Regions from separate parts of the Gossypium hirsutum genome. Here region 2 is linked to region 1. The links are chromatin contacts, called in public Hi-C maps. All regions are on one chromosome and are shown on one strand. Each heading gives the region's core, a stretch centred on a gene start, on an enhancer-like site or on the middle of the called end of the contact. The rest is flanking DNA. Distances are from core to core; before and after follow the strand shown. Region 1 holds the start of LOC107959803 (ABC transporter B family member 15). Region 2 holds the start of LOC107959804 (inactive LRR receptor-like serine/threonine-protein kinase BIR2).

Evidence for each region. Hi-C and Micro-C count contacts between places; a contact is called where the count stands out from the background.
Region 2: a contact with region 1 is called in a Hi-C map of leaf, with 7 times the contacts expected there. The contact joins the promoter of LOC107959804 here to the promoter of LOC107959803 in region 1. A contact is called at or near these places in 12 of 34 Hi-C or Micro-C datasets (callus, hypocotyl, leaf and 1 more).

What each region holds. Positions count from the first base shown.
Region 1 is chrA05:100,315,477-100,319,579 of Gossypium_hirsutum_v2.1, forward strand. It overlaps LOC107959803 (ABC transporter B family member 15), which reads right to left and starts at 1,834. Exons shown (of 7, transcript XM_016895958.2): 1 at 951-1,834. The coding sequence starts at 1,175.
Region 2 is chrA05:100,621,762-100,625,864 of Gossypium_hirsutum_v2.1, forward strand. LOC107959804 (inactive LRR receptor-like serine/threonine-protein kinase BIR2) reads left to right here and starts at 1,956. Exons shown (of 2, transcript XM_016895959.2): 1 at 1,956-2,090; 2 at 2,273-4,103. The coding sequence starts at 2,021. The coding sequence ends at 4,059.

The DNA of each region.
Region 1 (4,103 bases), core at 584-3,083:
CATTCCAACTATATTAATTAAAAAAAAATTCTTTCACTATCTAAATATGTTCTATATCTTTAAATATGTTTTAACTCATTTTATAGAAAGCACTAAGGACGAAGCTAGAAATTTGTTGTTAGTAGGTCAAAATAAAGTTGTAATAGTTTGGGGGGCCAAAAATGTAAAAAAAAAAACTTTAAAAAGGCTTCAATTTAATATTTTATAAATGAAAAGGAACTAAAATAGTATTATACCAATTATCTAGGGGCCAAGGCTGCTTCCCTGAAAAGCACCATATTTAAATATTATATAGTATTTAAATTACTAATATTATATAAAATCTTGGAATAATTTTTTTCGATTTTAAAATATTATAAATTATGTTTCGCGTTACTATCTTAATTTTTTTATAACTATTGAAGTCTCAACATTTAAGAAATTATAATAAAATTATTCAATATTATGATATAAAAACATGAAATGATTTTAATTTAGAAAAAGTGAAATAAGTAATCTTCAATTTATATTAAGAATAAACATAATTTAAGTTTATTATTTTTCATTATGAGCGTAGGATGAAAAATATTACTAACAAAATAACAAGAGTAAATATATATTAATTTGATTAATAAAAATGTAAACAAATTTAAACTAAAAAAGTAATAAGTGATATATATTAAAAGTGTTATGAAAATGAAATTTTAATAGAATTAAATTGAAAAGGGGTAACATATAAATTATAATTTTGAGGGACGAAATCTAAATTTACATGATATAAGAATAATTTAATGTTGCAGTTTTATCCTTGTTTATCTTAAATAGCCTAAACAATAAGAATCGTCTTAAAATTTGGAGGGGGGTTGGGGCCCATGCCTAGCTACTCCCCTTCTTTTTACTGATTTGCATGTATGTGCGTATGCATGTGCCTTTTTTGGAAAAAAAACCAAGAAAAAAAAACGAAGAAAGACCTTGTTTATGTTATGAATGAACATGTCTGCAGTGAAAGCTGAAGAATCACCAAGATTGTTCATCAACTTGCTAGTAACAAGCAATACAAGAGGTGTACAAAAACCATCACCAACGGCTCCGATGAAGCCAAGAGTCATCAACCACATATCTACATCATCCGCATGCATGAAAATTGACCTTATGGATCCGTTTATCTTCTTCTGTTTCTCCTTCTCATTACCCATTTTGAGAAGAAAATAAAAACAGCACCCAAAGAATCTGTAAACCACTTAGGGTAGCACCGGGTGTTTCGTGTTTTTTGTTTGTTGTTGTTTTCTTTGCTTGCCTCCAAAAATAGTTGTCTTTTAAGACAAGTGAGAAGAGAAACAAGTGACAGGGTGATGCTTTTGGCTAAGTATTAAGAAACAAACATGAGAAATGTCTTGTATATATAGCTATTCTTCGTGTTGTGTGGCTTAGAGTTGGTAGTGAAGAGTAAACCACTGAAAGGAAAAATAATAATAATAAAGGGTTTATTTATATGGTTACTAAAATAGTAAAAAAAAAAGAAAGTAAATAGACCACGGATGTTGAAACAGCAAACCGTCCACTAATTGGACCAGATTAACTTGGATCGGACCAAAAAAGCCCACTTTTAAAAACTCTAAGCTAGCCCAGCCTAAATTAGTTAAAGCAAATGAAACAAAAAAGCCCTAGTCTATCAACACTCAACCCTCTGTTCGCCTCCCCCCCCCTGCTCGCCCTCGCCTACGCAGATCAGTGGTTCGTGGCTTGCCCCTGCCATCATCCGCTGTCATTGTTTTCTAAACCTTTGAGCTTTAAAACAAAGGGAAACTAAACACTAAACATAATATGGAGAATTGAAGAACCCAGGAAATGTGAAAAGGAAAACTATTAGTAGTATAAAACTTGAAAAGTGGGTGCTGCATTTATGGGGCACCTGAAAATGGGAGAAAATAATAATGTTTAGCTCGGTGGAAGATAGCTGTCAACTATTTAACCACTATCTATTTTTAAAATAAAAATATTATTTGACGTCTAATTTTGTGAAAAAAATTATTTTAGTCATATCATTTAATTTTTCTCTTTTAATCTCTCGATTATTATTTTTTGTCAAAACACTCTGAAATAAATAGAAAAGTTAACATATATCAGTTATACTGATTTGAAATCCACGTGGCAGTTCACATGCATGTTAATAATGATTAAAAAAATTAAAATTTAAAAAATATTTAAAACTATTTAAAATTCAAGAAAATAATAGAAAATTATTAAAATTATTTTGAGAATTCAAAAAAATGTTAAAAATACAAAAACAATAAAAAAATTTATTTAAAATTTATAGCAAATTATAAAACTATAAAATTTATTTAAAAAACAAGGCAAAAAAATCCAAAACATAGGAGAATAAGATGTCTCTGATGACATTTTGTAACCTTTCAAATTATTTAATACTCATTTTGTAATATTTGAAATTGAATGATCAAGATGTAAATTTATTGATTTTAATGACCTTAGGTACAATTTATCAGATTTAATTTCAGAAATTATTTTTATTAAGTTTTTATAAATCGTTTATTTAAATTATAATCGAAGTTTAAGAGAATTATGAATGGCGAATATCCAAATCAACAGCGATCCGAATCCTATATGATAGCATCGAAATCATAATCTAAAACCTTTTTCCTCGTAACACTTAAAGAGGACCAAATCAGTGGCAGGAAGTTGAATAGGGATGACATTTGTTGCAATTGAAGTTTGGAGACTCTTGTGCTGACATCGCAGGAGAGTTGAAAGAGTTGCATATGTCGTTTTATTTAGAGATATTCAAATGGTCGGTTCGATTAATATTCGAATCGAATTATTATTAATTAAATTATTTGAAATATAAAAATTGTTAACCCTTAATCGAATCAAAACTTTTTAAAATATTTTAACTAAATTGAAATATTTCGATTAATTCGATCGGTTAATTGAATTAACCAGAATTTATATGTTTTTGTCTTTTGATTAAAACAAGTATAAACATTAAAAAAAATACATTGCTAAATGTTCATTTTCTTTTATTTAATAGTTCAAAAAACTTTAAATAGAGATGAAAATAACAAATAATAATTTAGAAACACTACATAAGTCTTGAAATTCAGTTAATTATCCGTTGAAAATGACAAATAAGACATTAGTAATTACTCGGTTTTAAATTGAATTAATTGATAATCGAAATTTCAAAAAATTATTAATTGACTTCCAACCGAATTAAATTCGACTACCGACTGATTAACCAAATTAGATCGATTAATTCAATTTTACCATATTGGGAACACCCTTAATTGTATCTGTGGAGGAGAATAAGCGTTTAACGAGGTTTCCACCCAACATCGAAAGCAATAACAATGGTAATCATCAACTTTTGCTTGATCAAATTGATCTAACCAAAGTTTTGACCAACCAAGAGTGACCAATAAAATTTAGTTTAAGATTTAAGTATTTAGCATTTCTAACAAAAATAGTGTTGAGAAGTTAAAATGGCTATTTTAAAAAAAATGTAAATTAAAAAAAATGCATTTAAATGATATACAAATTTGTTAATATTAAGATATATGAAATGTATCAACTTAACTTATAAAAATTTTTATTGCAATGCATTATTAATAATTTTATATATAAAATATGAATTGAAATACTTTTAAGCAAATAATATATTTTTTTTGTAAAATTTAATTTGAATATAAGCTATATTTCAAATATTAAAATCACATATAAATATAATTATTCCCAATTCAAATATATTATGATATATATTTGAAATATATTTCGCAATGAAAATAATTTATATCTAATATAATTATTACAATAAATTACAATAAATGATAAATGAAAGCATTATATATTATATTATATATATATTTAATGTTTCTAATTTTTAAAAGGGGAGTAAATATTTCAACAAAATTCTTCAAAAGGAATTTAATAATAAGACATATAGTTTTTTTTATAACATATTATAATATTTTTACCCTTTTAATATATATATATACATATATATATATAAAGATAAAATGGTAATTTAATATAGTGAGCAGAACAAATAATTACCATAATTACTATATATCCATAATATAACAACAACAAAAAAATCCACCCCACCCCAC
Region 2 (4,103 bases), core at 706-3,205, 310 kb after region 1:
GCGTATTTTAGCCTTTTCATTTTAAAACCAATAAAAATATGAATTAATAAAACTTTTAATTTAGCATTCAACTAAAACTTTTTTATATATATATTTTTATACATTTTAATCTTATTACGCAAACTTTATTAACTTCATTAATTGTATATCTATACTATTATTTAAACTCATAACTAAGTCGGTGTCACCCTCAATTGGGTCACCAACTCAATTAGGAAGTTATGAGAATGTCCTCCCATAATTAAAATAAGTAATATTATTCAAGGGTATTTTGGTCTTTTCATCTTAAAAAAACTAATAAAAATATGTATATGGTGCGATTTAATCCTACGCTAATTGCATTAATAAAAGCTTTAATTTTTTTCATTTTAATAATATATTTGATTGAGCTAGTGTCATAAGTTAACTCGACACCAACTCAAGATTGATAACAACAGCATGTATTTTCATTTCATTTTTAATAACATACATATTTCATCGTTATTGTTAATTAGTTTCAAACTATACGTTTCACTATTTATTGTATGTGATTTTAAAGCAAACATTTGTGTTCTAAATTTGTGAATTCCACACGTATATAGGTGTGATAGGATTTCTTTATGATTAAACTAGTTCCAAACCATACATTTCATTATTTATTGTATGTAATTTTTAAACAAACATTTATATTCTAAATCTTTGGTTTCCACACATATACGTGTCATAAAAATTCTAGTATTATTTATTCCCTAAAAAAGTATTTATATTATTTATAATAATATATAAATGTTAACATAAAATATATATTGTTATTTTTATATTTATATTTATATTTATATTTATATTTATATTTATATTTATATTTATATTTATATAAATATTTTTACTATTATAATAAAATTATATTTTATTATGTTATAAAAAGTAATAATATTAATATATTATTTTAAATAGTAATATTATTTTACTTTTAAATGTTAATATAAAATTAAATATCATTTTTTTGTTATTTTAATATTTTATTATGGTTTAATATTTTTAAATTAAAAAATAAAAAATTAAAGATAAAAGGGTACATTAACAAATAATACATATATTATAAATTTAAATACCCAAACACTAATATATATATATATATATATTAATTTAACGTAATATTATTCATCTTTTACATCAAGCGAAAGAATGTGGTACGGAAGAAATCAGTATTTCTGGGGCAGGAATTTTCATTTTCTTTGAAATGTGGCGAAAGAGTATTTGATAATGGCCCATTGGTCACAATAAAAAGGACCAATGCGTTTCACTTTCATTTCATCAAAAATATTATTAGAATCTCATGAATGCAACCAAACAAAACTTGGGCTTATCTCAATCCTAATTCCTAACACCTTGATTGGTTTCTATACCAAGCAGCGACAAAAAAACCGGACAAAATATGACGGTCGGGCCCAGGGGCAAAGCCGGGACATCGAATTCGCTCCTTTAGTTGAATGGGATAATTTCAACTTTAAGTCCTCTTAATAATTAAATATTTAATTTAAGTCTTGTAAAGTGTTTTCATTCTTGACCCTTCAAAAAATATGGACACCCTAAAATTTTATAATTTTGTCTCAACTTCCCTCAAAAAAAATTTATTGACTTGATTACACCAATTCAGTATCATCTATAGAATTTGGATATTTTGTTTAGCAGAAAATTAAAAAAAATATAAAAAAAGAGAAAATTGATTTTTATTTATTTAATATTAATCACCTTTTTAACATTTAAATTGACCCATTCAAGTGATAGCAAAAGAATCATTCGGGTTTGGTCAAATATTATAATTTGGTGCATCACCCAAAGTCCCACACCATGACTATATTTGTTGGTCAACAATTTCTTAATTTATTATTTTAAACAAATTATTCTTCCAGTCAAACAAACCGTAATCAACATCCAAATTAATAAAAAGAAAATAATCCTTTTTATTCCCCAAAAAAAACTTGCAGAAAAGAACACAATTGATTTATCCTTTCTGGCGAAGAAATTTTGCAAAATAAAAATGATTTTCTCACTAATAAACACAAAAAATCAAATCAATGAAAGTTGTTTGGTAATTTCTCGTAAGACATGTATGTATACTCCTCTTTGGACTTTTCCATTCATTTTATGTTCAAATTTACTTCCTTCAATTTCAAAGTCGTGTCACTTCAACAATAAGAAAAATCAAAATTCATCTCATCAACTACAGTTTTCGTGATCTAAATCACAAATAAAACTCTGGGTTTTTTTTTTCTCTTTTGTTGGTGATAAGCAATGAAGGAATCTTTTCGCAACTTCGCTGTTTTAGGCTGGATGTTTCTCCCATGGCTTGTTCTGTCAGCTGTAACTGAAGATGATATGAAGTGCCTTGAAGGAGTGAAGAATTCACTCAAGGACCCAGATGGGAAATTGAGCAATTGGCGTTTCGACAACAATTCAGTTGGTATTATATGCAATTTTGATGGAGTTACATGTTGGAATGTAAGGGAAAACCGGCTGATAAGACTTGAACTTCGTGACATGAAACTTTCTGGACGGTTGCCTCAATCCTTGGAGTACTGTCAGAGTTTGCAGACTTTGGATCTGTCGGCTAACAAGCTTTCTGGTAATATCCCTTCTCAGATATGTTCTTGGTTGCCTTATTTAGTAACCCTTGATTTGTCTAGCAACGATCTGTCAGGTCCCATCCCTTCTGAATTATCAAAGTGTGCTTATTTGAACAATTTGATACTGTCAAATAATAGACTTTCAGGGCCAATTCCATACCAATTATCTGGTTTAGATAGGCTGAAGATTTTGGCAGTAGCAAACAATGATCTTTCTGGTGCTATTCCTTCAGCTTTTGAGAGCCATGATAAGGCAGATTTTGCTGGGAATAGTGATCTTTGTGGGAGTCCTCTTGGAAACTGTGGGGGTTTGAGTAGGAGGAATTTAGCCATTATAATTGCTGCCGGGGTTTTAGGTGCTGCAGTGTCAATGTTGTTTGGGTTTGGGGTCTGGTGGTGGCACCATTTGAGATGGGTGAGCCTGAGGAAAAAAGGGTTTGTTGGTGGCAGTGGTTGGGCTGAGAGGTTGAGGGCTCATAAATTGACTCAAGTTTCATTGTTTCAGAAACCACTTGTGAAAGTCAAGTTGGCTGATTTAATGGCTGCCACAAACAACTTCAGTGCTGAAAGCATCATAGTTTCCACTAGGAGTGGAACTACTTATAAAGCAGTGCTTCCTGATGGATCAGCCCTTGCAATCAAGAGGCTCACAAGTTGTAGGATCCTCGAGAAGCAGTTCCGTTGGGAGATGAACCGATTAGGCCAGCTTAGGCATCCGAATTTGGCACCCCTTTTGGGATTTTGTATTGTAGAGGATGAAAAGCTGTTAGTTTATAAGCATATGTCTAATGGGACTCTATATTCCTTGCTACATGGTAGTGTTGCAGTTGTAGATTGGCCAACTCGGTTTCGCATCGGATTGGGTGCAGCCAGGGGTCTTGCTTGGCTGCACCATGGGTGCAGGCCTCCATTTCTGCAGCAGAACATCAGCTCCAGTATGATTCTTCTCGACGAGGACTTGGATGCCAGGATAATGGACTTTGGATTGGCAGGGTTTATGAATACCTCGGATGTTAATGAGACTAGCTTTATGGAAGGAGCTTTAGGTGAATTAGGCTATATAGCTCCAGAGTACTCAACCACAACGGTAGCTTCGCTTAAAGGGGATGTGTTCGGACTCGGAGTGGTGCTTCTCGAATTGGTAACGAGGCAAAAACCCCTGGAAGTTAATGCAGGTGGTGAAGAAGGATTCAAAGGGAACTTGGTGGATTGGATAAATCATCTCTCAGACTCCGGTAGAATCAAAGACGCTACCGACAGCAATCTGCGCGGGAAGGGGCACGATGAAGAAATGTTGCAGTTCCTCAAAATAGCATTAAACTGTGTCAATCCTCGATCAAAGGACAGATGGTCGATGTACCAGGTTTACGAGTCATTGAAAAACATGGGTGAAGAAAATGGTTTCTCAGAAGAGTTTGATGATTTCCCACTGATTTTTATTGAATCAATGTAGTCTTGGGCATGTCTGCAGAATGGTAATGCATACAAATATAGTTT